Linked DNA regions of Mus musculus: regions 2, 3, 4, 5 and 6 are each linked to region 1. The links are chromatin contacts, called in public Hi-C, HiChIP or PLAC-seq, Micro-C and promoter capture Hi-C maps. All regions are on one chromosome and are shown on one strand. Each heading gives the region's core, a stretch centred on a gene start, on an enhancer-like site or on the middle of the called end of the contact. The rest is flanking DNA. Distances are from core to core; before and after follow the strand shown.

Region 1 (4,643 bases), core at 1,305-3,804:
CTTCAACTAAATTGCTCATGTATACACACACACACACACACACACACACACACACACACCAACACAACCCACACGCAAATGTATGTGTGTGGATAATATTGTCATTAACCCTTTCTGCAATATAGCCCCATGCATTATATAAAAAGATATTCCATCCTTTCCTCTTCTCCCCTCCTCCCTCCTTTCTCCCAACAAGGAGAAAACGCCCCCTTCCCCAGCTTCACCAAAAAAAGGGGAGGGGGGAGTATAGAAAAGCCACAAAACCCTAGCAGCCTCTGATCCCCAGGACATCCAGAAAAAGCATATACTAGACAGACTAAAACACACACACACACACACACACACACACACACACACACGCATGGGAACATATGGCTCTGTAGAAAGCACACAGAGAACAGTCCACAGGCGCCCCAAACCCAAGCAAAGACTTCCACCAGCCAAGAAGCCATGATTGGGGAGGGAGAAGAAGAGGAAAGGAGTGGGGGTAGAACCATCCGTGGAGAAGGGGGGCGCATTGTTGTGATGCCTGAACCCCTTTCTTTCCACCCATCTGCTGTGGAGGGAGGTGGGGGTGCAGGAAGGGGGCGCAAGGGAAAGGCAAGCTGGACAAGAACGAAACCAGTAGAAGACCAGACCAGGCATACAGCTTAGCGATTCCCTCCTTGCTGCCAATCTGCCCCCAGCTCCCCCTACATACAACCCCACACCCAACAATAAGACCTCGGCCGAGACTGAGAGCTTCGAGTGCGGCGGGGGAGGCAAGAAAACCGGGGTGCAGCCGAGTGTGGGGGGTGTCATGCATAAAAGGAAACCATGGGGGGAACAGAAAAGGGGGTCCCCCCTTACCTCCAGCGCTTCAAAAGTAACAAAGCTGGTCATGGCAAATCCATCAATGATGTCCTCTTCGGCTGAGGTGGACTCTCTGCGCTTCCTCCGCGGGGGTCTGGGCCGGGACGGGGCGGAGGATGGGGGCTTTCCATTGTCTTCCTTGTCGGAGCCCGACGATGAAGCCAGCGAGGGAGCCCGGGTCCGGCCGGCTCCTATACCACCCGCCGCACCGGTTCCTAACCCGGCCCGGGAGCGTCTCTCCCGGTCTCGCTGTGATCGAGACCTCCGCTTTTTCCGGAGTCCATGTCCCCGCGTCGGGCCATCCATGGTTCTTTTAACCGCGCCGGGGATCTTCCCCGTTCACCTACCCGCGCGCCACAGGCTCGGGCCGCGGCCACACACACACACACACACCCCAAGAAGAAAAAAAAAATTGACACCGAGCCCCCCTTCCTCCTGCACGGGCTTTTCCCTCCCGCCGCGAGGAAGGGCGCGGGGGAGAAAGCGGCTGGGAGAAATAAAAAAAAAAAAAAAAAAAAGAATCCGAAGAAGAACAAGAAGGGAGGGCAGGGGGGAAAAGAGAAAGAAAAAAGGGGGAAGGGGCGGGGAGACGGGGAGGGAGGGACGGGGAAGCGAGAGGGCGAAGTGTGGGGCTCCCCTCTGCACCGAGGGTCGGAGATGCCTGCGAACAGCGCCGAGCAAAGTAATGGCTGAACACACAGGTCTCCTTTACAGAGGAAAGGGGGAAAAAAATAACTCACCAAGCAGGCAATAAATCAGAATAGCGGAATGCTTTGATCAAGAGACTGGGGAAGCCCTCCCCGCGGCCATGCTCTCTCCCCACCACTGAAATCGCCTTGCTTCTCCCTTTCTCTAGAGACCCCCCAAAAAATTTTAAAAAAAAAAAAGCCCGAGGTCCGAAAAGGTCACGGTGAAGTGAGGGGTGGGTGGCAATGAACTTCACCCGCCCCCTCGTGCAGGAAAACACCCCACACCTCCGCCTCTCTCACACACTCGCCTCGCAGAAAAACTCACTCCCGGGCTCCCAGTCTTTTTTTAAGAAATGCATCCAAGGGAAGCCAGGGCTGGAGAGCGAGCTGAGAGGGGCGAGACCCCCCAGAGAGGGGAGCATAACCACGCAATCACAAGCGGAGACAGAGGTTGCCCGAGGAAAGGAGGAAGGGAAGGAGGAGGACGCTGAAGCAGTTGTGGGATTTTTTTTTTTCGGTCTTCAAGGGGGGGAGGAGGAGAAAAAGATGAAAGAAGAGAAGAATTGCAAAGCCTGGCGCGTGCCACCGACCCCCTCCTCACATACACATGCACGCACGCACACACACAAATTGTAGATCTCCCCCCACCCCCAGTTCCAGAGGTCACCCTTCTTCCAAAAAAATTTAAGATAAAATTATAAAGGGGGAGGGGGTGAGTCAGTCAACGAGGAAAGCAAAGAGCAGTCTCCAACCCGAGATACACCGGTGTGGTGGCGCCGCCGCCTCTTCTTCGTCTTCTTCTTCTTCTTCTTCTTTTTCGCGTCGCCCCGCCTGAGGAAGAAGCGCTGCGAGATGCCGCTCGCTCTCTCGCTCACTCGCTCGCTCGCTCTCAGCTAACGCTGCCTCAGCCGCCGCCGCCGGAGCCCGGAGCCCGAGGGTGCACGGCGTGTCCCCGGGCGGCTGCAGCCAGAGCCCGGGCACGGCCTCATCCTCCGCCCGCCTCGCTCACACAGCGCCCGCTCCTCCCCCTCCGGCCGGCCCACCGCCGCCGCCCGCCTCGGCCCAGCCCCGCGCCCGCCCGCTTGCCGTCTCCCTCTCCCTCTCTCTCTCTCTCTCCCCCTCTCTCGCACGCGCGCTCGAGCTCGCTCACCGGCGAGCGCTCTGGAAGACCGCCCTCTTCGCGCCTCGCTCTGCGCGCGCTCCCGAGGACCGCCCTCCTGGCTCTGCACGCGCTCCCGAGAGCTACCCCCTCCCCTCACGCCTCACTCGGCGCGCTCCCGAGGGCCGCCCCCCTTTCCCCCTTCGCGGACTCCCGAGAATCTCTCACGCCTCGTTCTCTCTCCCCCTCCCCAAAACCCCCGGCACCACGGGGCGCGCTCCCGAGGGCCGCCCCTTCCACTCAGGCACCACTAGCTGCGCGCTCCCGAGAGAAGCCCCTCCCCTCGCGCCTCTCCCCCCCCCCCGCTCTCTCCCACGCGCGTCCCCGTCCCCCCTCCTCCCGCGCGCCTCGGGCCGGGCTAGATCACGTGACCCGCCCCCCTCCCCTAGTTGTAGAGTGTGTGGAAAGCAAAAAGGCTGAGGGGCTGGCCACCGCTCCACGAGCCCAGGGCATGCGCGCTGGGGCGGCCGGGCCTGCGCACTTGGGGGCGGAAGGGGTCTCCAGAGGCTGTGGGGGGTGTGTTGGAGGGGTCGGTCACAGGCCGGTGTGGAGTTGAAGTTCGAGGGCTTGGAGGCTGCCCCAACATCCCGCCAAACGCACGGAGGACTCGCGCGCGCACGCGTAGCAGGCACCTTTCTCCGGACACTTGCTCCCGGAGTGCCTTATCTCCTCCACTCCTGAAGCTCTTGCTGGCTCAACTACTCTGAAGTACCTCTAGGTGTTTTGCCCGCGCGCAAGCGCGCGCCCGGTGCAAAAAAAAAAAAAAAATTTTTTTTTTAAATAAAAAGTGCTTGCAGCGCGGGGAAGTGCAAAGTATGGACCCAAAGAGGTTGCACTTTGGGGACAAGAAGAGTAGTCAGTCTAGTGCTGCGTCCAGGCTCATCAAGCAAGAGTTGGAAACTTTCCCCCGACCCCCTACTCTGCGTGGTAGAACACTGAATGCCAGAGTGCCCCTGAACCCAGGCGACCCCCGCCCGGCCAGCACTTTTGGTCTCTCTGTGGGAGACACTTTGAGGAGGCGCTAGCCGCTTTGGAGCAGCCAGACACCGGGAACTTGAACCTGGAGCAAGGGACTGAGTAGCTCGGGGCCGTCCCAGTCTGAGGACTCCAAACCGCCATCCCCCTCGCTGCAGACTTCGCTTACTGCTTAGCTGCAGGAGGATGGAGCAGAGGTGGCTTCCCTACGTTTTCCACCACGATGTAACGGATGCTTATAAAAAGTTGTATTAAAGAGCTGACTACAGCCCAGAATCGATCAACCAAAGCGACCAGCCTCTCTGGATAAAATAGCTGTGCGTTTTTTCAAGGCACTTGGAATTGATCTATACTCACCGACAGTCTTCTCTCAGCAATCTCTTAGTTGCTTCTCTTTCTGTCCAAGCACATAAACACTGTGGCACATCACCCCTCACCCCTAGCAACCCACACTTGGCATGAAGGAAAAGAAAACAAACTGACATTAATTGCTCACAATGAGCCAGGCACCGTGTTACAATGCTTTGTACGCGGATTTCTACTGTTCTGAATCCCAGTCTGCACAGAACAGAACAAGAAGGTCAGAAGCAGTGGAAGAGAAAGAAAACGTACCTTTCTCAAATGGGTAAACGGATGGATGCTTTTTTTTTTCTTGCATTCAACAGATATTAGGGCTTCACAGCTGTAGGTTCAGGAATACAGTGGCACCCCAAACAGACAGAGAAGTGCTTGAATCTTATTTTCTGGCAAGTGAGTCTCTTTGTCTTAACACTTCCAGATTTAGTGGTTGGTTTCTCAATACTTTGTTTTTAAGTCACACTCCAGCTTTCCTGTTTCAGGAACCCAGGTCTGTGAGCATATGGGTAGTGGGAGACAAGGAGACAGAAGAGATCAAGTGGAGTGTGAATAAGACAGGCTTTATGTCTGTCCAGGGGAACAAACCATTTAACCTTAGGCAAGACTTTCAA
Region 2 (4,643 bases), core at 1,201-3,700, 1.5 Mb after region 1:
TTATTGTGGTGCTGATGATCAAATCCAAGGTCTTGAGAATGCTGTTTAGGAGCTCTACCACAGAGCCACGCCCCCAGCCCTCTCTGGGGGATTCTAGGCAGGAGCTCTACCACAGAGCCACGCCCCCAGCCCCTCACTGGGGGATTCTAGGCAGGGGCTCTACCACTGAGCCACACCCCCAGCCCCTCACTGGGGGATTCTAGGCAGGGGCTCTACCACTGAGCCACACTGGAATTCTTAAATCTCATCTCAGTCCAAGAAAGGGGTAGTTAACACCTAAGGGAAAGCGGGTATCTCTCTTATGAATAGGAGCCTGGGCCAATTGGGCACTCTCCTCTCTTCCCTATTCTCCATGTCCCAAGTAACAACAGCTAGAGGAAGACTGCCCCTCTCATATGTACTTCCATGTGTGCAGCAAGTATTCTGTGCTTGCCATATCACGTGGTCTAGCTCTTTTCCTTCCTCCATCCCTGGCTAATTTCGTCCTCCAGGCTATCCCCGGGATCCCTATTCCTCCCACATCCTGCAGTCTCTCTTGCAGTGAGCCCCCCATAAGACCCTCCTTTCCCTCCTCATTATCTCTACATGCAGAGGACATTGATTGAATACCTGCTAGATACTAGTACCATGCTGGGTGCAGCCACAGGTCGGGATCAATAACACACAGCCTCCTCCACTCCAAGGGCTGACAGGTGGGTTGTAGACACGGCACCCGGGGAGCTATTTACAAGAGAAGCTCACGGTACCAAATAAATCTCCTTCTGCCAAGGTTTTCATCTGAAAGATAAAGTCAGTTGAAGATGTTTAGCTTGGAAGGGAAGAGGCGAAGAGCAGAAGGCTATGCAGACCCCAGGCTAATCTTCCTTCCTGCCCAAGCACCAGATACACACAGGGCTTAGGATTTAGAGGCTCACAAAACAACTAACACATCATCCCATTGATGCTTGCCCTACGAAGACAATGTGCACGTTTACAAGTGCCTTCTGGGTACTGGACAACTAGAGCGTTTGGGGAGTAGGAACTTGGTGCCCTACCCCAAGTCTTTGAAATGGGTTTGAAAATTATCATTGAACCTACCTTTCCCAAGAGGAGTTTGAAGGGGGCATCTTTTTTTTGATTTACTTATTTTTATTTCATGTGCATTCATGTCTTACCTGCACGTATGTCTAGAAGAGGGCTTCAGATCCCCTGGAACTGGAGTCACAGACAGTTGTCAGCTGCCATTTGGATGCTGAGAATTAAATCCGAGTCTTCTGGAAGAACAGCCAGTGTTCCTAATCTCTGAGCCATCTCTCTAGCCCCTGTTTATTTAACCTTTATTTTTATTTTATGTGTGCTGGTGTTTTGCCTGCATGTATGGCTGTGCACCACGTGTCCCCAGGACTTGACTTTTAGAAAGAAGGAGAGAGAGAGAGAGAGAGAGAGAGAGAGAGAGCAGGGAAGACATCTCAGTGGGTAAAACGTTGGCCACGCAGGCATGAGAACCAGAGTACAGGCCTCCAAGTACCCACAGAAAAGCTGTGTGGGAGTGGAGGCTGCGTATAACCCTAGCACTCGGGAGGCAGAAAAGGGGATTCTCAGAGTCAGTGATACTGATGCAATCAGCAAGCTCTGGGTTCTTAGTAACAAAGGAAGAAACCCTCAGGTCTCCAAGTGCACACGCGAACCGGTGCAACACACGCACACACACACAGACAGCTCCATAGCAAGTTCAAGGTCAGCCTGGACTCCAAGAGATCATATCTAAAAAAAAAAAAAAAAATTTAATTTAAAATAAATAAATAAATACGAAAGAAAGAAAGAAAGAAAGAAAGAAAGAAAGAAAGAAAGAAAGAAAGAGGAGAGAGAGAGAGAGAGAGAGAGAGAGAGAGAGAGAGAGAGAGGAGAAAGGAAGGAAGGAAGAAATTGACACCGAAGAATGATGGTCTCCTCGTCCCCCTCTATAGTCTGACTTGTTGGGCTACAAAGGACAGAGAAACCGCAGGTTCTCAAGGTTCACGTTCCTCGCCGAGCCTGAAATACAAGTCCCAGAACCCTCTGCAGCCTTGAAATCAGTGTGTTCCACCAGCTACTGTGAGGGGAGCCTGGATCATAAGCCAGGACTGTGCTAACGTGGAAGATCCCCCAAATCGTGCCCTAAAACAAGAGGTGCCAACCGAACTGATGGGCTAATAGATCCCCTGCTCATGGGCTACAGGCTGAGCCATAACGGGATACTGCTGCCCAAGTAAGCAGGCAACGGAGCCTTCACCTCACCTCACCTCACCTCACCTCACCTCACCTCACCTCACCTCACCTCACCTCTCCCCTCCCCTACACTGTCCCCTTCCCCCTTTCCTTTCCTTCCCTTCCTCTTTCCTCCCCCTCCCAGTCTACCAGAACATTGGCAACTGTGAGGTCCAGGATATTTCCAAGCTGTTCAGCAACTCTGCAGACTTTGTTATGGATTCGGAGCGCCCCCTAGTGGCCATCTCCGCTATCTTTCCCACTAATGAGTAGCCCAGCCTTAAAGGCTAGGCCTGTGGCTTCTCATGTGCCAGGTATCTTCCCAAGGACCTTGAGGAGTGCTATTAGGCCAAGATCTCAGCCCCCGATGAGCACCTGCGGTTATCAGCTGCAGACATTATAACAAAACACTTGCGATCATTACCATTACTGGAGATATTAGGGTCAGAGCCTGGGCCCCTGGACCCACCTTTGCTCAGTAAGTCAATTAGGGTTTTGAGAGGATGTTGCATGTAAAAGAGCGTTCAGCCCAGCCTGATGATCTGCGGCCAATCACCATGACACACACGTTGAAAGCAGAGAACTGACTGCTTCATGGTATCCTCTGACCTCCACACGTGTGCACACACACACATATGTAAATGGGTCAAATGTTTTACCTAAGACACTGGGACAAGGAACGGTGACGGAAGTCCAGTGATACCCCACCTTCCGAGTCCACCTTCAGGGTCCTTATGTGAAGCGTAATTTAAATAGCTGAGAGGCGCGGGGATGGGGGTGGGAAAATGCCTCTACCTGAAGAGCACTTGCTGCTCTTCCGGAGGACAAGAGTTCTTTTCCCCTCAGCCATGTCAGGTGGTTCACAACTCCCTATGATGCCAGCACCAGGGGATCTGACATTCTCTTCCAGCTTCAGGAGGCCACCTGTACTCTCGTGCGCCGGCCGCCCTCTCTCTCTCTCTCTCTCTCTCTCTCTCTCTCTCTCTCTCTCTCTCTCTCACACACACACACACACAGAGAGAGAGAGAGAGAGAGAGAGAGAGAGAGAGAGAGAGAGAGATGCGCGCGCGCACACACACACACACACACACACACACACACACACACGCATGCGCACACATACACAAACAATTAAAAGTGAAATTGAACCTTTCTCGGAGGAGCTAGGTTCGGACCCACCCGCCACTGCCCCAGCTTTGCCTCAGCTCCAGTCTGCCCAGTGAAGTGGTTGAGAAGTCACCAGAACAGTGAGAAATCTCTCTCGAAACAAGCTCCACTTTGCCAGGCACCAGGCTTCCAGCCTTTTCCTTCTCCCAGTGAGAGACTCCTGAAGAAATTCCTGTTTCTTGGGGTCTATTGTTTCCAGTGGCCTGATAGATGGAAGAGAGGCTCTCTTTCTAATGCCCTCATTTCTGCCACGTTAGCAAGGTTGTTTCTAAATGGAAAGTTTATCTGGGTTCCCAACTGCAGCCGTTCTGGTCCATACCTGGACAGAACTTTTGAGGCCACCTATAGGAGTGTCCGAGAGCAAAGTAAAGCTATTCACCTCGTGGCCAAGAGGCAAAAATGAGAGGGAAGTTCAGCTGTCCCCTTTAAAAGCACATCCCAATGATATAAAGATTCACTACTGGGGGGCTGGTGAGATGGCTCAGTGGGTAAGAGCACCCGACTGCTCTTCCGAAGGTCCGAAGTTCAAATCCCAGCAACCACATGGTGGCTCACAACCACGCGTAATGAGATCTGACTCCCTCTTCTGGTGTGTCTGAAGACAGCTACAGTGTACTTACATATAATAAATAAATAAGTTAAAAAAAAAAGATTCACTACTGGGCCTCATCTCTAAAGGTCCCCCCACCTCCCAACAGCAGCCCCTTCAGAACAAAAATCACCAACACTGTGTCTTTGTGTGTATTTAAGATCCAAACCTTAGCAGCCATAGGAGACACACGCTCACAGGCACAAACATACTCATACACACACACACACAAATACACACAGAGAGACAGATAGGCAGACACATGCTCTCACATATCGCACACATACATACATATAAACCCATGCATTCACACAGAGACATACATGTACACAGACATACATACACAGACATACACACACACACACACACAATGCCAAAGATGTCCCTGCACAGGAAAGACACTAAGATCTCCAAACCTCTGCCCTGGCCCCAGAAGGCCACATACTCCTTTTCCAGTTTTTTATTAATAATTCCAGGGCAACCTCCTCATAGAATGCCTATCCCTAGAAATGTACCCACCCAACTATGGTATGGGAGTGTGTGTGTGTGTTTGTGTGTGTGTGTGTCTGTGTGTGAGTGTGTGTGTGTGTGTGTGTGTGTGTGTGTGTGTGTGTGTGTGTGTGTGTGTGCATGTCTGTGTGTGTGTCTGTCTGTCTGTCTG
Region 3 (4,643 bases), core at 1,292-3,791, 1.5 Mb after region 1:
GAAAATAGGTCAAACACCATGTTAGGAACTAGGCATGCAGCTTCAGAGCTGGGGGACCTATCATAGTTGACTTAATTTGGCTAAGCCTCAATTTTCTCCAGCTGTAAAACTTGGAGCACAAATCAAGTAGTCTCCAAGGTCCTTCTTAACTAGGTGTCTTTGTTACTATGAGTTTCTAGACACTGGCCTTAATTATTGTTCATTTTACTTTAGCCACGAATCATATCCTGTCCTTTTCCCCTGCTATAATGACATTTCCTCAGAGTAGGAACTGCTTTCACTTTCTTTCCTTCCAGGAAGGAGCAAGTGAGGCTCATAGAACTCAGGAAGTAAACAACACACAAGTCTCAATAATAAGTTCCTGAAGCTAACAAGATAACATGGCCCCTCCTAAAGCTGTTAGGGGAGGGTCTATGAGGGCTACCACTTTGTCTCACTTCTGCTCCATTCTCTCTACTTTCTGAGCTGCAGATGTGAGAGTAGCTTCCTAAACCAATGTGTTTACCTCAGGTACTTATCACTGCAGTATTGCAGTGTCCAAGTCTGTGTTCCTTTCTTCTAATGTATGAATAGAACAACATGTCTGAGGGGTATGGTTCAATGGTAAGGCACTTAACCTAAAATTCACTTATGGCCATCTGGGAATGTGGTTAAGTGGCAGAACTCCTAACTAGAATCCCGCAGTGAGGGGCTGGGGGCGTGGCTTAGCAACAGAACTCTTATCTAACATGTACAAGGTCCTAGGTTCCATCCCCAGCACTAGAACAAAAAAAGAAAAAGAAAGTAAGAAAAATGATGTAAAGGGACATAGATAGGTGTGCCCTCTTTAGAAAATGCTGTCAGCCTTAATTGTGTTTTCTTTAAAGACCCTTTAAGGAGTTGGCCCATAATGGCTGCCATATTGCCTGGGTGACCTGAACTGAGATCCTAACATAACCCCATCTAGCTGGAAGACAGAATGAGCCACTAAATCCTTTTAATTCAAAGGAGGATGTGATAGAGATAAATTGCTAAAGAAGGATGAATATGGATCCGAGGGAATTGAGAAGCACAGATTTGACAGATGTATGGAGATGTGATGTGGGGAAGGAGTTTTGGCTAGCTCTTGGTACTGCAATGGATGCCGTCGAGAGGGTCAGCACTGAAAGACACCAAGGCAGACATTTGAAATTCCCTGTCTGGGCTTATGCCTGTTGTTGAGACATGTCATTATGTAGGCCATGGTGGCCTAGAATGGTGAACATCCTCCTGCCTCCGCTTCCCAACCTACAGGGATTATAAGGCATGTAGCACCACAAACAGGGAGTCCTGTTGTTTGTCATTATTATTATTGTTTTCTTTTCATGTGTATGTGGGGTGTGCATGCATGTTCATATATATGTGTAAGCTTGTGTGTGTGTGTGTGTGTGTGTGTGTGTGTGTGTGTGGCCCAAGACTGATATGTGAAATATTCCCCAATCCTTTCTCTTATTCTTCTTGAGGCCTAATCTCTCAGCTAAACCCAGAGCTCACTGATAGAGCTGGTTTCCTCTCTAGCCAGTTTGCTCCCTGGCTCCTCCATCTCTAAATTCAGAGGCTGGGTTTACAGGCAAGCCGCCACACCCACCTGCCACACCCACCTGTCATTCCATGGGTCCTTAGGATCCAACCTCTGGTCCTCCAGCTTGCACGACAAGCATTGTAACCACTGTGCCATCACCCCAACCCCCATCACTAATTTTTTTTTTTAATTTGTAAAATGTACTTAGTTATCTATGAGTCAGGGTCTCAGAAACTCCAGACTGGCCTTGAACTGCGGGAGTAGTGGAGGATGACCTTGAACTTCTGAACCTCCTACTGCCACCTCCCAAGTGCTCTGTTTGTGCTGTGCTGGAGATGAAACCTAGGGCTTCCAGCGTAGTCAACAAACCCTGTACCAAATAAGCAAGATCCTTAATGCCATTGTTTCCTGAGGTAGGGCATGGGGGGAGGGGAGGGTGCTGACTCTCAGGACCGAAACTCATTGACAGAGCACTTACCTAACACACAGGAGGTCCTGGGTTCAATTCTCAACAAAGGGAAAGGTTCAATTTCCTCACCACCACCACCCCCAAATCCAAAATTTATTTATCTATCTAATCAATTAGGCATTGGTTCAACAACTATTTCTAAGGCATCTGACACTTGTCGGGTATTCTGAAAAACCAACACAAACGAAGAAGAAATGTTCCTGGCCTTCACGGGTAGAGGAGCCACGATTTAAATTAGTGGCCCAAAGTGGTTACTAAAAAGAAACTGCAGGGCAATCTCACACAGTCAGCACGGGGCTCCCAGCTGCATTCATCTCTAGAAAACCACCCCCCAACGGAGTGCCAGAGTGGCTCCAAACCCCACCCCTGGGCTAACTGAGCCCCTGGCTGTCCCTAAGAAAGGGCACCCTGCAGTTTGCTTTCTCCTGCCTCCGCTTGCCCCTTGCTCCTCTGGCCTGGCCTCCGGGAGTTAAGATCCCCCCCCTGCCTCCAGCTCCTGCTTCCCTACCACTCAGGGGTTAATGCTTTTGAAAGCTCCCTGCAGGGTTCGGAGTGCAGCTGTTGCTGCCATTTGGACATTTTCTTTCTCCAAAAGCCTCAGCTGCCTTTTGGAAACAACCACAGTGCCATCTACTGGTCAAAGCTGCGTATTGTACCGCGATGCCTTAAGCTTTCTGAAGGCTATCTGGAGGCAGTTGTTGGCTGCCTGAGGTGTGACCTCACTACCTACATGTGCAGTAGGAGTTGTGGAGCGAGGTCCTAATTCCCACGTGGGATTTCTAGGATCCCTGAGCAGGTAATCAAGAACCTGGACTCTGAGAGGAAAAAGGAATGAACTGCTTGGGGCCTAGGATGTGAGGCCTCACCCTCTGATAAGGATCCAAAGGGCTGACATGAAAGATCCTGCCTGGGCTGCGGTGGATCTCTAGGCCGAAGTGGAGGTCTAGACTGGGTGGAGCACTAGGCTGGGGGTGGGGCTCTAGGCTAAGGGCGGAGTTCTGGAATGGGTGGGAGGAGCTCTCTGAATTGGGAGTGGAGCACAAGGCTGGGGGTTTAGCTCTGGGATTGGGTGGAGCTCTGAGGTAGAGGTGGAGCTCTGGGATTGGGTGGAGCTCTGGGATTGGGTGGAGCTCTGGGATTGGGTTTAGCTCTGGGATTGGGTGGAGCTCTGGGATTGGGTGGAGCTCTGAGGTAGAGGTTGAACTCTGGATGGGTGGAGCTCTGGACAGAGGTGGAACTCTGAATAAAGGGTGGAGCACTGGGCTGCAAATGGAGCTCTGAGTGGGAGCTCTGAACTGGGGGTAGAGCACTAGGCTGGAGGTGGGCTCTGAACTGGGGGTGGAGCTCTGTGCTGGGCTTGTGACTTTGGGCTGAGATGGAGCTTAGTGGGTTAGAGTCTTTGACTCAAAGGCCTGTGAGCCCATCCTCACACTGCAAAATTGAAAGAAAGAAAGAAAGAAAGAAAGAAAGAAAGAAAGAAAGAAAGAAAGAAAGAAAGGAAGGAAGGAAGGAAGGAAGGAAGGAAGGAAGAAAGAAAGAAAGAAAGAAAGAAAGAAAGAAAGAAAGAAAGAAAGAGAGAGAGAAAGAGAGAAAGAAAGAAGAAAGAAAGAAGGGAGGGAGGGAGGGAGGGAGGGAAGGAGAGAGAGAAAGAAAGAAAGAAAGAAAGAAAGAAAGAAAGAAAGAGAAAAGAAAAGAAAAAAGAAAAGAAAAGAAAAAGGAAAAGAAAAGAAAGAGAGAGAAATGAGCCAAGCAGACAGGGGGTCAAGCCACAGGATCACGCGGAGACACAATTTAAGTGGTCCTGACAAAAAAAAAAAGGTGAGGGTGAGACCAGGTGGCAGCTCTTCAGATGGTGATCTGTGGCCATGGCGCTGACATCCTGACTGTGGTGCGCTGAGCAAAAGGAGCTACTAAGAAGGCCTCTGAGACTCTCAGACAGAGGCACCACAAGGTTCAACCTCTTACTAAAGGAATGAGGACCGCTGCAGAAAGAGCAGGTTTAGAGATGAAGAGTTAGAAAGTTAGTTGAGTTGAGGTGTTGAGGTGTTAAACTGCAATAGAGGAGCTAGGGAGACAACAACAAAAGAAGAAGAAGAAGAAAGAAAATTGGGCTTTAGGAATGCGCATGCTTGAGAGGTAGGGATGGATGCAACCCCAGGGCCCATTGACCAGCCAGCCAAGCCTACTTGGAGGTTTCCAAGCCAATAAGAGACCTGTCTCAAAAAACAAGGTAGATTAGCACCTGAGTTTGGCCTCTGGCCTCCACATGCACAGAGGCACACTTGTGAGCATGTGCATACATGCATGTACACACACACACACAAATCTGCAACCACTGGCACCTTAACTCTTCTGTGCCTATGGGATTAGACCACCACCACCCCATTCAGACCTAGACAAGGAATACACAGGTCCAAAACTTCTCAGAGAGAGGATTGCAACAGCTGAGTGAACCAGCTACCCCTGCAAGGGCTACAGTTCTAATGGGGATGCTGTGAGACCTCAGCAGACTCAAGGGTAGCAGGAGAGGAAGCTGGGAGAGTGTTTGCATGACTCTTCCTGAGGAGAAGTGCAGGGGAGGAGCTGATGGGAGCAGGGATGGCCTAAGGAAAACTACATCACCAGTGTAGCTAC
Region 4 (4,643 bases), core at 577-3,076, 1.3 Mb after region 1:
CCTCATTGTACAAACACAAGGGTCTGCATTCAATCCCTAGAATCCACATTTTAATAAAATCCAAGTGTGCTGGTACATGCTTCCAACCCTTCTACTCTGAAGATCCCTGGGGATCGATAGCTAACCAATCTCAACTACTTGGTGAGTCCCAGGTTAGTGAAAGACACTTGTCTCCAAAACAAGGGAAGGTGAGGCTAGAAGGATGACTCATTAGTTAAAAGCACCCACTTGCTGCTCTTGCAGAAAATCAGAGTTTGGTTTCCAACAACTATATCAGATAGCTCACAACCACCTGCAACTTCAGCTCCAGAGGATCTGATTGGCCTCTTCTGACCTCAGCAGGAATCTAAACTCACGTGTGTATACATGCATAAAATTAATAAGTCTTTTGAAAATGTGTAGACAGTACTTGAGGAAGGTCATCCAAGAGAGTCCCCTGGCTTCCACATGCAAGAAAACACACAAAATCATGCTGCTACATACTCATGAACACGCACACGCACACACACACACACACACACACACACGCACACACACACCAACAATAAAGTCTTTCCAGTGGGAATAATCAAGTGATTTCAATATAAGCTACACAATGCCCACTTGAAAATGCTTCCAAAATCAATCAATCTCCAAAATTTTGAGCAGATGTCGTTTTTCAAATAGTTGTACTAGATACAATGCAAGGCAGATCCACTGGCTGCTCTACTGGGGCATGGTTAAGCACATTTGCAATCCCAGCACTCAGGAGGCTGGAGCAGGAGGCTCGAGAGTTCGAGATCATAGAGTAACTGTGCAAAGATGAAAGCAGGAACTGCAGCCTGGTCAGGTAGGAGAGGAATCCCAAACCTCTGAGATTCTGAGATTGTCCTTGCTGGATGACCCTGTTCCTTTCTTGTCTCCTAAATGGTCACTACTTGCTATGTGACTACAACTGGGAAGAGGTACTGGGACACCTTGTGGCTGGGCTAACTGGACTGAGCAGCTCATCTCCCTCCTATATACTTCAGCTCAATTTCTGACCTGAGTCTTTTGAAAGGTCAGAGACTACTAGCTCTGTGGTCTATGGAATCCTATTTCCTGGGAATAAACTTCTTCAACATACTTTTCTCTAAAACGTGCCCTCTGGGGTCCATGAATTCTGTTCGTTTAATTTGTGAAAGAAGGACCCTAAAGCTCCTGGCTCAAGTGGCTTCAGTGGTCATTGAGTTTTCCTGGATCCCAGACTCCAGAGCAAAACACAGCAAGAGCCCAGAATGACTCCATCACCTCAGTATTTCTATGTCATTCCAATTAAAAAATAGTGAAAATTATTTTCTCTGAAATGTGACTGTGATAGCTGACCTCAGTTAGCAACTTGATGAGATTAGAGTCACATGGGTCATGCCTATGGGGATTATGTTGATTAGGTTAATTATAATGGGAAGACCCACCCACTGTGGTGGCACAATTCCATAGTTTGTATCCTAGAATATATAAAAAGGAGAAAATAACAGAACGACATTCTTCACCCCACCCTGCTTTGTGACAGCACATACAATGTGATGCACACTTCTGTTCCTATGACTTCCCTGCAATGATACACTAACTTTGCATCAAAATAAGCCCTTCTTTCCCTAGTAGTTTTGTCAGAGTATTTTATCACAGCAACAGAAAAGTAACTAGACAGCAAATCTAGTCTTTTGCCTCTTGAATGACTTGCTTTGACTGGAAGCATACACTGTAAGGGATATGATGCCATCTCCAAAAGCCACATACAGCTCTGCAGTTCTTTGACTCTGTCCTGTGAATAAACCCAAGCTAGCCTCCTGTTGCTGAGGAATGTGGTCCCATAACTCCAGCTTTCAGCCAGGCATGCAAATGAAGACAAACCAGACAGAGCCCTCAGACCAGTCACCAGTTCAATACACATCCAAGAAAAAGCCCCAACGAATACCAACCAGGCAGAGCCCAAACTAGCAGTATTCCCAGAAGACAAATTCATGTTTGTGTAAGCAATAGCAAATGCTTTGATTGATTGACAGAGTTTGTTTGTTTGTTTGTTTGTTTCTGAGTTTAGGGAGAGTTGTTGCTGTATTAGTCTCATTTCTGTTGCTGTGATTAAAATACTCTGACAAAAAACAACTTGTGTGAGAGAGAGAGCTAAATTCATATCACAGTTCCAGATTACAGTCCATCACATCAGGAAAGTTGCAAAAGCAGCCAGTCACATCACATCCGCAGTTAAGAGCAGAGAAAAAATTAACGCATGTGTGCTTGCTTGCTTGCTTGCTTGCTTGCTTGCTTGCTTGCCTGCATACAGCTTGAGTGCTCCGCACTTTTACAAGTCAGAACTCCCTGCCTAGGGGATGGTGCTACCCAAAGAAGTCTAGGTCTTCTCACAACAATTAACTCAGTTAAGACAATTCCCACAGGCACACCTACAAACCAACCCAATACTGATTATCCTTTAATGTAACTCTATTCCCAGGCAATTGTAGGTGTGTCAGTTGGCAACTAAAGCTGAGCATCACAGTTACCTAGTAATTGTGAGTCAGCACAAAGTATGAGTCTCTGACTTCATTAACTAAGTTTGCTTTAGAACAACCCTGTTTTCTTCCTGTCTCAATCACGGTGGCAAAAATACCTGATGAAAGTAACTTCAGCAAGGAAGGGTTTATTTTGGCTCTTGGTTTTAGATGGAAAAGCAAGGCAGTAGTCTATGCAGCTAGGACTCCTCACATAAACTTGAAACAGAAAGCACCTAGAGAGGGGAATTCTAATGTTTGGCTCACTTCCTCCTTTTCCCTTGTCCTCAATCAATCCTCATTAGTGTGTGTGTGTGTGTATGTGTGTGTGTGTGTGTGTGTGTGTGTGTGTGTGTGTGTTATGTGCACACATGTGCATGGGTGCATGCACACAGAGACCATAGGAAGATATCAAGTGTCTCTTCCCTTCTTTCCTCAGACAGGGTCTCTTGCTGAATCTGGAGCTGGGGCTACAGGTACATAGAGCCATTCCCAGCTGCTTACATAGGTGCTAGATACTCAAATTTAGGTCCCTATTCCTGCTATGCAAGAGCATTACCCATTGCCATGACATTGCCCCGATCCTCTTTAAACACCCTCACGGCCACTCCTGAAAGTGTGCTTCAATCTCTTGGTCACTCTAAATCTAGTTAGGTTGACAGTAAAGAATAACCATTACCAACCCTATGCACTTGGAACATTTATACCAATTGTGTCTAGTAAGATAAAATGTACTCACAGTGCTATAGTGACTTATCCAGGTTGTCACAGCTAGAAACTGGTAGCCAATGAACAGAACTCAGGTCTGCTGCATTCAGCAGTGTGTGCCCATTCATTCTACTATAGGAATATCTCTCTTTCTCCCAGTAAAAAAATGAATAGTCAAAGGGCTTGGGATGTGGTTCAGTGGTGGAGCACCTGCCTAGAATCCCCCAGTGAGGGTCTGGGGGTGTGGCTCAGTGGTAGAGCCCCTGCCTAGAATCCCCCAGTGAGGGCTGGGGGCGTGGCTCAGTGGTAGAGCCCCTGCCTAGAATCCCCCAGTGAGGGGCTGGGGGCGTGGCTCAGTGGTAGAGCCCCTGCCTAGAATCCCCCAGGGAGGGGCTGGGGGTGTGGCTCAGTGGTAGAACACCTGCATAGAATCCTCCAGTGAGATGCTGGGGGCGCAGCTCAATGGTAGAGCACCTACCTAACATGTACAAAGCCTAGTATTCAATCCTAACACTAAGAAAAAAAGCAAATAAAAAAATGGGTGACTACTCCCAAAGCATATCAGAAAAAAAATCCCAGGACAAGGTAACTGTCTCCATGAAGGGACCAAACATATTATGTAACTATCATTTCTGATCCTAGTTAAAAGTCCTGTTGGAATTCCATGGTGGTGTCTTTAGTCTCCAAGTGTAACTTCCCTTTAAGAATCCATGCCCTTTTCAGCACGTCTACAACCAATGTCTTTGACCTTCCCTTGCCGGTTAATTAGAGGCTTGGAGGGAAAGCAGAGAAACACGTGTTTCAGCAGAAGGGGAGTTTTCAAAAATAAAAGCTCCTTAGGACCACTTGACTGAAAAATTTCATTAATTCATTAATTAAGATCTACAGCGTGAGACTCCCAGGGACAGAACAAACACCATCTGTACAGCAGAGGCGCCAAATTTTTCTTTTAGCCTCTAAGACCCAGTAATGAGCACATGTTCTGAATTATCTCCCCCAAATTAACTGCTTCATGGGCAAGGAGCAGTACTGGCAATCCAGCTAGGCAGGAGCCAGCATCCGGAAAGGGGCAACTGTGATCTCTAAGGAGAGCTTCTTTGGCCTTAGGCATGGGGGAGGGGGAAGCAGATTATAGCTCAATATACAAAGCTTCTTTTCAGAAATCAGGCCATGGCTGCTCCCATAGGGTAGTGAGATCACCAAGGGTAGGCAAGCACAGGTTGAATCCAGATGAATTTGTCCTTTTATATGAAAAGCTGGTAGCTGGATCAAATGGTCTCTCAGGTTCTTTCCAAATGTAGTATCCTACTTAACACCTTCTCAAAAGTGAGCTAAAGAGATGGCTCAGTGGTCAAGTGTTCACCACTAAAACAAAAGGGTCTTTATTTAGATTCCCAAAACCCATGTGCAAAGCTAGATGCAGGGCCG
Region 5 (4,643 bases), core at 592-3,091, 1.1 Mb after region 1:
TCCCTCTGAGCGGATCTTCCCATTTTTAACTGAATTTGGTGAGTGTCTGAATGAGAGGTCCTTCCCCTCTCATAAATCAAACGCAGGGAATAATCCTACCCATACACAAACAGGAGAATATGAAAATTAATGCTTGCAGGAACCTTATTTAATTTTGCAGTAAACTGATTTCCGTGACATTTATGTTGTGTATTTTGTGCAGTTGTGCACAGATCCCCTCCCTGCCCCTGCCACATCTTTTTATATTGTTTTCTACTCACCCCCACCCCTGCCCTTTTGACTCCATTTCAGAGAGGCCTGTGGTAGACCTTCGAACGTTCACTTCTAAAATGACCTTCCTTTTTTGAAGTCCTTGTCCTTCCATTTACAATAAAAGGTCATCAACTTGTGGATGGGCGGGGTGGGGGGGATCAAAACCATTACTACAGCAATATACTACAAGATCGCCATTATTAACCTCTGGATGAACAAGCAGGCGGGGAAGATGGATAGAGAAGGATAGGGCTTGTGTTGATACACATTTATCTTTGGTAATTAGCCATCTGGGGGGAAAACCGCAAATACAGGCAACAGAAATTGATTTATCTTCAAATAATAAGTTTTGCTTCACAACAAGGTCTAAAAGTGGCTCCTCTCAAGTGCTAATTCCGCATGTCACTTGCAAGCTTTAAGGATGAAAGTAGTAATTACCAGGCCTTTCATATGCAAAAATGAGGTGCTAAGGAGGTGGGGCTGGCTTCATCCAAGAGGAAGGAAATGTATATGTGTTTCTGTGAGATCCTCAGAGCTTCTAAAGGATCTTTCCTTGTGCCCCCTGGGGGCCCAGAAAGAACCATCTCTAAGGGATTTTAAGGAATCAGCTGTAGACAAATCTGGGTCTCCACTCAGAACTGTGAGAACTTCCTTAAGCGGTCTTTGCCAGTATTTTGTCACGGGATCAAGAACAGAGAACCAAAATGCAAACAAAGCCCTGAATGACAATCTTATGTCATTTTTATTCTTTAATCTCCTACGTAGATCATAGTATTGGCATGCTTCAGGCTGCTCAGAATCAGGATGCTGCTTGGTTTTCTCAAAGGACACATTGAACAACTCAGTGGGGACCAGAACCTGTGCTGGCACAGACTAAAGCAGCCCCGCCCATAATCTATCTGCCCTGCTTAACAGGGGTATCTAACCCACGGCCCATGGACCCCGTAAGCCCCAGGATGCCACTGAGCTCAAAATTTATAAGGATGGGATGGAGAGATGGCTCCGTAGCTAAGGGCCGCGTCTGCTCATGGAGAGGACCCCAGTTCAGTTCCCAGCACTCGCATTAGGGTATCTCACAACCATCTGTAAGTTCAGAGACTCAGGTACCCTTTTCTGACCTCAAGGGATGCTTGCATCCCCGTGGTCATCCACACAGAGAGAGACGCACTACACACACACACACACACACACACACACACACAAAATTTTGAAAGTGAAATCTTTAGAAATATTAGATTGATCTGTGGTTTCATTGCCTGCCACGTGCCCACTAAAACTGTGTGAGCCAAGCTGACACCAAGTTCTTCAGCAAACAGACGGACAGAGGGACTCAGGAGTAACCCCTGGCTCAGTCTCTGAGGGTTTGGCAGCGACGAGTGAGAGCCGACCAAAGGTCTTTTTGTTCCAGGAAGAAATAGCACAAACCAAAAAGGGATGTGTCCTGGCAATTCCCCATCTTTATAGCTAACCCTCAGGGGAAGCGCCGGCCTCTAATGAGCAGTGGTTCAAAACCACCCATCCAGGCTCACACATGGCACCCTCTGAATTTATTCGCAGACAAAGGAAAGCAGAGTGAGACACTGCAGAGAGGCCCCGCCGACATCCATCTGCCGCAGCTGAGCCTTCTCCCATTAAACCCTTCTCATAAATAGCACGAGAGCCCCGCCGCCTGCTGCCAAATGGTTTGCTGAACTGTTTGTATTAATAACAAATTGGGATCCATTGCTGTCTGAGATACACCCTGCATGCTGCCACCTGTGAACCCCTTTTGGCAGGAGGTGGGGGTGCCTGATAGGGAACACCTGTCCACATGCTTTAGGTATGATTCTCCGCGCTGAGACAGACCCACGCACAAGCGTGCCAGACCTTGGGGGCCTCCTGTGACCACAGGGGAGCTGATCTGAGCATTTTTGTTGGCTAGTGGGTAAGGAGGGAGGCACCATACCTGCATTCCAGGTGTAAGCCCTGCTGCCCCTTATGGACACGTGACTCTGGAAGGGTTGGTTAGCTTCTGTTCATACTCTTCAAAGTACAATGGGGGGCTTTGCACTCAGAATGCCGAAGGGATGGTGTTAGCCAGGGTTGTCCAACAGCTTACAAGAACATATGTATGCTTGGGTTTTATTGATCTTTTATTACATTTATTTCTCTTACTGTATGTGCGGCAGAGCATGTTTGTGTGGCAGTGCACGTATGTGTGGCAGTGCATACGTACCACAGTATGAGTGCAGCGCTCAGAAGGCACTCCGAGGGAGTCAGTGCTCTTCTTCTTCTACTACGAGGGACCTGGAGATCAAACCTAAGTCATCCGGCTTGGCAGCAAGTGCTACCCACAAATCCACCTCTGCCGCCTATGAATGTTTTATTTGTGTGTGTACATGCGTGGATGGCCACATGTGCACAGGTGGACAAGTGCATGTGGAAGCCACCAATATTGTCCCTCAGGATGCCATCCACTTTATATTTTGAAGCAGGGTTGCTCGTTGGCCTGGAGCTCACCAAGTGCAGTAAGCTGGCTGGTCAGAGTGTCCCAGGGATCTACCTGTCTCTGTCTCCTTGTATATAATTGCAAGCTTATGCCTCCAACCCTGGCTTTTAAAAAAAACCAAGGATCTAATTTATTATTATTATTATTATTATTATTATTTTCATTGTATGTGTATGTGTGTATGTTTTCACACATATTTTCAGGAGCCCATAGAAGGCCATCAGACCCCCTGTAGCTGGGGTTATAGGCAACTGGGAGCACTTCCATGGATGCTGAGAACTGAAATGTCGTTCTCTGCAACAGCAGCAAGCACTCTTAACTATCGAGCTGTATTTCCAGCCCAGATGGGTTCTCCATGTTTTACATGGGTTCTTGGGGACAATCCCAGGTTCTAATGCACTCAGGGCAAGCACTTTATATACAATCTCCCCAGCTGTTAGCATCCCAACCCTGACCCATGTCTTCAGACAAATAAATAAATAAATAAATAAATAAAAAAGAAGAAGAAGAATCTTATTTTGTTCAGAATGAAAGCCTTTTGCCTTTTCCCCCATGAAGTCCCCAAACTCCACTTTCTGAGCTAGTTTCCCAGTCCACTATGGGAGGCACCATCCCCTAGGCTTTGGGTTCTGAACTATTTAAGAGTGCGCATACATTCATTTCTCTGTCTTTCATTGTGGATGTGATGCTCCTGACTCAAGTTCTCCAAGATGATAGACTGTGGTCTGGACTTGTAAGGTGAAATAAACTCCTGTCTCCTCTAAGTTGCTTTTTCTCTATGTATTTCACCATAGCAACAGAAATGAAACTAAGACATGAGATTACCTTGTAGTTATGAAGAGAATGGACATAGGTTTGTAAACATATTTTAAAAACATTGGTTTTATCAATATAGAGGGTATTAATTTTCTTTAGACATTTCTGCTTAATTTCTCCCAAGTGTAAAAATAATGACTTGGGCTGAAGGTGTAGTCACTTGGTAGTATGTTGGCCTAGTAGGGACAAGGCTTTGAGTTCTTCTAATTCTAATATCATATAAAACATGCATGGGTGTATACTCCTGTGATCTCAGCACCTGGGAGGTAGAGGTAGGCAGAAAAGAAACCCGACGGCATCCTCAGCTACACAATTACTCTGAAGCAGGGCTGTATTTGAACCCATGATGGTCTATCTAAAAATAAATTACTTGTATAAAATGTAAATTTTTTTAGACAAGAAAACCTGACTATGAAAACATATGGCAAAACTAACATCCTACAGTGGATATTAATATGCTCCTTCTGAGGACCTTCTAAAATATCGTCCGTTGTTTTCAAATATTTGTTAAGGTCTATTCTCATTCTTGGATAGGATCCTATCCAATTATTTTTAGAGCAATACCTGATTTCCCTCTCAGTTCTTTATCCCTGAGTAGAGATTAAGAACTATATTGGGAAAGGATATTGATTTATCCAGATGGATTTGTTCAGCAGGATGAAAGCAACCCTGTAATATCACTGCACAAACACAAATATAAATATGGATGAGCATCTGACCATGTGATTAATTGCCCATATTTCGTGCAGAACCTCACTATTACATAGCACATCATCCAGCAAGTCCTTCAAAAGCTCAGTGCCTTGCCTGGTAGGAATGAGTTTCAGGGTGTTCCCTTATAGGTCTCTTCTGTCATCAGAAAGTTTTGCGGAGCTATATATGGTCGAATGTCAACTAAGACATCTGCATATTCAAGGAGCTACAAACCTCTTCATCCTGTTTCCTTTTCTCTCTCCCAGGCCTCTCCTTGTAATGTGTGTGTGTGTTTGTGTGTGTGTGTGTGTGTGTGTGTGTGTGTAGACAGAGGCCCAAGGTCAACCTCGGACGTCTTTCCTCAGGTCTCATCCACCTAGTTTTATGAGGCATT
Region 6 (4,643 bases), core at 1,294-3,793, 1.0 Mb before region 1:
GCACCAAAGGTGTTACTATTCCCAAATCATAATGAGATTTCTATGTCTTTCTAAGTCTTGCAGTCTAAAACTTGGCAACTCAAAGAGTTTTCATCGTCCTTAAAATGATGTGAAATACTCTTAGAATGGTCACTAGCAAGCCTCGGCTTCAAAACCAAAATGGAGTTAATATTTTTTGAAAGAAAGGGGGAAAAAAAAAAAAAAACCTACACACATGCACACGAGAGCAATATTCTGTCTCTTCTGTTATGTTACAGAACTAAAATAACTGTTAAAAATGTTGGGGTTTTTCTATTACAGTGAGTCTAATGGGCCTAAAGAAATCGGTTTAAAAGAAAAAAAAAAAAATTAGCTGCTCTTCCAAAACTGCAAGAAGAGAGAGGGAGAAGCAACTTGTTAAGGCTGCATTTGCGTGGCTCTAGGTATGGGAGCCAGAGCTGGATTAGGCGGTAGGCGGCAGCCCCTGTGATTCTGTCACCTTTGTGAGCACCACTAGGCTCTGAGTATGCTCTCAAGTAGATAATGAAGTGACCCTGAGGACCTGATGATTCTGTGACCAATGGTTGTCAAGGAAATATGTCTGACGGAGATTCAAGATGCTTGGAGCGATGCCTTCTAATGGAAGCTTTTTGAGCCCTTCAATTTACTGGCATCAGTCACAAAGTGTTGAATTGTCTCCTGTGCCTTGCTTACAGTCAGGGGGTGTCTCAAAAAGGCCTCCTTTGGAAAGGCAAAAAAACACCAAAGGTACATGTGTCTCGGTGCCTTGGTTTAAAAAATAAAAATAAAAATAAAAAAGGTCCCTTGTTCTTCCATCTGGCCTCCTGGACCATCTTCGTCCAAATTCTTCAAGTAAGTCTCCCAGGCAAAGCCTTGATAGGTGCAGATTCCATGTAGCTGCTTCAACGGTCCTCAAGTAATTTTCCTTCACTCAACAAGACTGAAAAATCATCCATACAGGGTGGGCGTGATGGCTCAGCAGGTAAATAGGTTTGTTGCCAAATGCAACAACCTCAGTTGGATCCTCCATACTCACTTAAAGGTGGAGGGGATCACTGATTCCTGCAAGTTTTCCCTTCATCTCTTCATATACCCTCCACATACACACGTATTTTTAAAAAATCGTTTGTACATATCGCTGGGCGCCTTAATCGTGGGGACATTTTCATTTCGTTGCTTTTAGAAGAAAAAAGTGCATTTCTTTCTATAACTTGGTTCATTTCCCTAATTTTTTTTCTTTTTAAATTAGCAATGAGGACTGCAGGTGCGGTGGATCTAGTGGCAGACGCATGGATGCCTTCCCGCTTCTCTCCAGCAACCATTACCTTTAGCCGCACAGAATTTAATATCAGTTGCTATTTCATTTCCTCACCTCGATTGGCTTTGATGAGTTTTATATACACTTAGAAGCACAACCTAAAATTCCCAGACAAACATGCTCTTTGGGGCATTTTACGGCAGGGTGGGTACTATTTGCCTTTTATGTCAATACTTTTTATGGTCTAGAAGCTGTAGCTGGCGTAGAAGGAAAAGTTGGGTAAAGCAGTTTGGTTAAAACAAATAAAAATAAAGAAATAAAAAATTCCCGTGCGCACGGGTGGGTCCCAGATGTTTGAAGCTGTACCCGGAACCCCTTAAAACTCAATTCGCTAAGGTAGCTCTCCAAAACGGCACCCGCAGGAAGAAGGTGCAAAGACAATTCTCTTAGAAACTTAGGCGCGGGTGAGTTCCTGCACCAGCTAGCTCTCCTTTGCTTCCCCGGGCTCCGCGTGCGCACAAGCGGGAGGGCGGGGACCCGGAGCTCAGCCCAAGGACAGTGACCCGTCAGCAGGCAGCGCCGCTCCAAGGAGCCCTTCCTAGCCCGAGCCGGTGCGGGCATTCCCAGCCTAGGAGTCCAGCGGATCTCCCTTGGGAGCTATGGGTTCACTCCCGGAGGTGGGATCGCCTCTGTTGGCTAGGGCCTCCCCCGGCAGGCACTCACGGCTCACCGGCCGAGCCCAGCCAGCTCAGGGAGCTAGGAAAGTACAAAGGGGAGCGGGGGAGGGGTGGGGGAGGAAGGCCAGGCCCGCCAGACGCCAGCAGCCCGCCTCCGTTACCACCCTGGCCCGGCTGCGGCCGCAACAAAAGACCCCTCGACCCCTGCCTCCTCCCCCGAAACCGCGGACCGCAGGCGAGCCAGCCACCCCACCCCATCCCCCCAACGGTGGTGGTGGTGGGGCAACATTACCTGGTCGCCAGGGGTTCGGCGGTCTTGTCAACCCCAAGTTCATGGTTTGAGTCCTCCGTCAGGTTCTCTCCGGGTGGATCACCACACACCACCGGGAGAGAGCAACCAAAACCCAAGGCAGAGAAAACGCCCAACTCCAGCCGGCCCGGCTAGGTCCACAAGTCTGTGTGTTTTGCTAATTCCTCTCCAAAGTCTCAAAGCTGAGGCACGCGAACCAAATCCGAACCGGATCCTAAACGGCAGCAGAGCCAGCAGCAGCAGCACCCGGCTCCTCCACGGCAGCCAGGAGTCAACGCCGCGCGCGCACATCCAACGCAGCCAAGTCCCGGGCGGGTGGCGGGGAGATGGGGAGGGGGCCCGGCCCGCGCGCTCTCCTGGTTGCTCCTGCGGGGCGCGCGGGGAACCGGCTGGCTTAAACCAGAGGCTCAACTTGGTGCGCCCTGGGGACCTGGCAGGGCTGAAGAGCAGCGGCCCGGGAGCCGCTGCCGCGGCGCGCGGAGCTAAGAACGAGGCGGCTGCGGCGGCGACAGGACAAAGGAGACCATGTGCGGAGGGAGGGAGGAGGGAGAGGGAGGAGGAGGAGGAGGAGGAGGGCGTACGGCGGCAGAGGCGAAAGCAGCTCCCCGGCGGCCGCCTCGGGCTCCCCAACAGCGGGTGCCGCCGGTACGGCACCGCCGCGGGCTGATCTGATGGGTCCTGGGCCCGCTGCGGCGTGGCACCGACACGCTCCGGGAGTCGCAATCTGCCGCGGGTGTTGCCCGCCTGCGGTGTGGAAAGCTGTGGTTGAAGCTGCTACGGGGCGCGCAGGACTAGCTCCGCTCCGGCCTGCCTCTCCCGCCTGTTCCTGGCTCAAGTGAACTCCATCAGGCGGCCCGCCGCCAGCGCCACCGGCTACCCGGGGCTGGATTGAGGGAGAGAAGGGGGGTCCCTGGTAGTGACGCGAGGACACCCCTTTCTCCCACCCTTGCTCTCGCGCTCTGGACTTCGCTGCCCGGATTGTACCGAGCGCGCCTTACTCCTGGCGCTCGCGGCTCTCGGAGCGGGACTTCTCGGCGCGCCCAGCCGGAGCCGCCAGCCGGTGCCACCGCCCCTCCTCCGTCCCGCCCCACGTGCCCCGCCCCTCGCCGCCCCTCCTCTCCACCCTGGCGCCCGGTTGGCCCCGCGGGGGCGCAGTCCCTGGGTGCGACACTGACAGCTGTGGCTCCCACTACATCCCGCCTCCGGTTGCGGACCGGCCCCTGGTCCCCATGGCGCCTTTCCCTCTACGGGCAAGAACCGCGACGCTCCGGTCCTTTTTGCAGTTACAGCTTCCGAGATTTGCTCTAAACCAAGGAGAGGCTACTAGGCCCGTAGCCCGGGGTTGAATTGCCTCTAGGCCAATCTCATATGCAAAGAGTTGGTTCTGAGATGGGGGTGGAGGTCCAGATTCTGGGCACACAGTAGGTGCACAATATAACATAATCTTTGTACTGTCTGACATGGATGGGAGGTTGGGTTCCTAGTCTAGAAGAAAAAGATCTTGATCTAACCCTCATCCCACGAATCACGGTAGGTTTCATGAACTGCCTTCCCTCTGCACAGTTCCTCAAACTATCCGACTTGTGTATACATTCACACCAGCCAAGTGGTGACTGAGGCTTCCCCTTCTATGCAGCAAACATAAAGACAGGGAAAGCAAAGTCAAAGCTTCGCTCCATGGATGGTAACTTATCATCTATCACCAGGATGTCCCCTGGAGCCAGCTCAGCTAAGCTAAGCGCGTTGGGGCAGAGATGGATGGATGGATGGATGGATGGATGGATGGATGAAATCATTAATTCGGCCCTCAGTCATTTAAGTGACTGACCTTCTACCAGAACACACAGCCGCTCTTTCCTTTTTAATCAAGTGTAAGATTCTCTCTCCCTCCCTCCCCACCCCTCTGAGTGTGCTACTTGTGTTCCAGTGCTCCATAGGACAGATGCCCTGGAGCTGTGAGTGGCCTGATTTGGGTGCTAGGAACTTGACAAGAACAAGCACTCTTAACTACTGAGCCATCTCTCCACCGTCAACACTGAAATTCTATAATCCCAGTACTTGGACAAAAGATATTAAATTTCAGAATGGTCTAGGGCACATGGTAAAAACCTTAGTGAAATGAATCAATAAATGACCAATAGTAAATACATGTTTCACCTCTGTGAAGGTACTTCACCACCACTGATGTCATTGAACTCTTAATATAAATTAAAAAAACAATTTTTACCCCAAGGTGCCAGAAAGAAGGCTCAGCATTGTAAAGATTGTAAAGGCATTTGCCACCAAGCGTGACAACTAGAATTTCATACCTGGGACCCACACAGTGTATAAAGAGAACTGTCCTCTGACCTCCATAAGTATACATACAATAAATAAATAATAAATAAATAACTGCAAT

Evidence for each region. Promoter capture Hi-C pulls out the DNA fragments that hold promoters and counts their contacts. A called contact is a pair of places that touch in the nucleus more often than the background predicts. HiChIP or PLAC-seq counts read pairs in DNA pulled down with a chosen protein or histone mark.
Region 2: a contact with region 1 is called in a Hi-C map of cerebellum, with 3 times the contacts expected there. The contact joins the enhancer-like site here to the promoter of Auts2 in region 1. A contact is called at or near these places in 1 of 39 promoter capture datasets (hippocampal neurons), 6 of 484 Hi-C or Micro-C datasets (cerebellar granule neurons, cerebellum, ganglionic eminence and 1 more) and 11 of 115 datasets of contacts at active chromatin or transcription factors (astrocytes, craniofacial prominence, differentiating embryonic stem cells and 8 more).
Region 3: a contact with region 1 is called in an H3K27ac HiChIP or PLAC-seq map of embryonic stem cells, with 12 times the contacts expected there. The contact joins the enhancer-like site here to the promoter of Auts2 in region 1. A contact is called at or near these places in 6 of 39 promoter capture datasets (cranial neural crest, frontonasal cranial neural crest, hippocampal neurons and 3 more), 16 of 484 Hi-C or Micro-C datasets (cerebellar granule neurons, cerebellum, cortical neurons and 6 more) and 17 of 115 datasets of contacts at active chromatin or transcription factors (astrocytes, craniofacial prominence, differentiating embryonic stem cells and 11 more).
Region 4: a contact with region 1 is called in a promoter capture Hi-C map of stem cell-derived epiblast-like cells, with 4 times the contacts expected there. The contact joins the enhancer-like site here to the promoter of Auts2 in region 1. A contact is called at or near these places in 3 of 39 promoter capture datasets (cranial neural crest, frontonasal cranial neural crest and stem cell-derived epiblast-like cells) and 3 of 115 datasets of contacts at active chromatin or transcription factors (differentiating embryonic stem cells, embryonic limb bud and embryonic stem cells).
Region 5: a contact with region 1 is called in a promoter capture Hi-C map of hippocampal neurons, with 7 times the contacts expected there. The contact joins the enhancer-like site here to the promoter of Auts2 in region 1. A contact is called at or near these places in 1 of 39 promoter capture datasets (hippocampal neurons), 1 of 484 Hi-C or Micro-C datasets (cerebral cortex) and 4 of 115 datasets of contacts at active chromatin or transcription factors (astrocytes, embryonic forebrain, embryonic hindbrain and 1 more).
Region 6: a contact with region 1 is called in a Micro-C map of embryonic stem cells, with 4 times the contacts expected there. The contact joins the enhancer-like site here to the promoter of Auts2 in region 1. A contact is called at or near these places in 2 of 39 promoter capture datasets (hippocampal neurons and second pharyngeal arch cranial neural crest), 14 of 484 Hi-C or Micro-C datasets (the HL-1 cell line, adipose-derived mesenchymal stem cells, cardiomyocytes and 8 more), 12 of 115 datasets of contacts at active chromatin or transcription factors (astrocytes, cardiomyocytes, differentiating embryonic stem cells and 6 more) and 1 of 9 other capture datasets (embryonic stem cells).

The regions. Positions count from the first base shown.
Region 1 is chr5:132,540,666-132,545,308 of GRCm38.p6, forward strand. Auts2 (autism susceptibility candidate 2) reads right to left here and starts at 2,555. Exons shown (of 20, transcript NM_001363480.1): 1 at 850-2,555. The coding sequence starts at 1,158.
Region 2 is chr5:134,061,416-134,066,058 of GRCm38.p6, forward strand. It overlaps Gm40339 (a long non-coding RNA gene), which reads right to left. Exons shown (of 6, transcript XR_868578.3): 3 at 1,155-1,743; 4 at 610-777. Among named protein-coding and RNA genes, the nearest start is that of Gm40340, 13 kb to the left of the region's middle. Within about 2 kb of position 2,451, at least 4 of the 459 cell types and tissues checked have an H3K27ac peak or open chromatin away from gene starts, as enhancers often do. A contact at or near this core is called in cerebellum, where this site is marked.
Region 3 is chr5:134,004,315-134,008,957 of GRCm38.p6, forward strand. No RefSeq gene overlaps it. Among named protein-coding and RNA genes, the nearest start is that of Gm40340, 44 kb to the right of the region's middle. Within about 2 kb of position 2,542, at least 73 of the 459 cell types and tissues checked have an H3K27ac peak or open chromatin away from gene starts, as enhancers often do. A contact at or near this core is called in cerebellar granule neurons, cerebellum, craniofacial prominence and 6 more, where this site is marked.
Region 4 is chr5:133,817,240-133,821,882 of GRCm38.p6, forward strand. No RefSeq gene overlaps it. Among named protein-coding and RNA genes, the nearest start is that of Gm36667, 220 kb to the left of the region's middle. Within about 2 kb of position 1,827, at least 4 of the 459 cell types and tissues checked have an H3K27ac peak or open chromatin away from gene starts, as enhancers often do. A contact at or near this core is called in stem cell-derived epiblast-like cells, where this site is marked.
Region 5 is chr5:133,675,165-133,679,807 of GRCm38.p6, forward strand. No RefSeq gene overlaps it. Among named protein-coding and RNA genes, the nearest start is that of Gm36667, 79 kb to the left of the region's middle. Within about 2 kb of position 1,842, at least 21 of the 459 cell types and tissues checked have an H3K27ac peak or open chromatin away from gene starts, as enhancers often do. A contact at or near this core is called in embryonic forebrain and hippocampal neurons, where this site is marked.
Region 6 is chr5:131,535,433-131,540,075 of GRCm38.p6, forward strand. The region is part of intron 5 of Auts2 (autism susceptibility candidate 2); the gene reads right to left. Among named protein-coding and RNA genes, the nearest start is that of Gm29681, 120 kb to the left of the region's middle. Within about 2 kb of position 2,544, at least 172 of the 459 cell types and tissues checked have an H3K27ac peak or open chromatin away from gene starts, as enhancers often do. A contact at or near this core is called in cardiomyocytes, cerebellar granule neurons, cerebellum and 12 more, where this site is marked.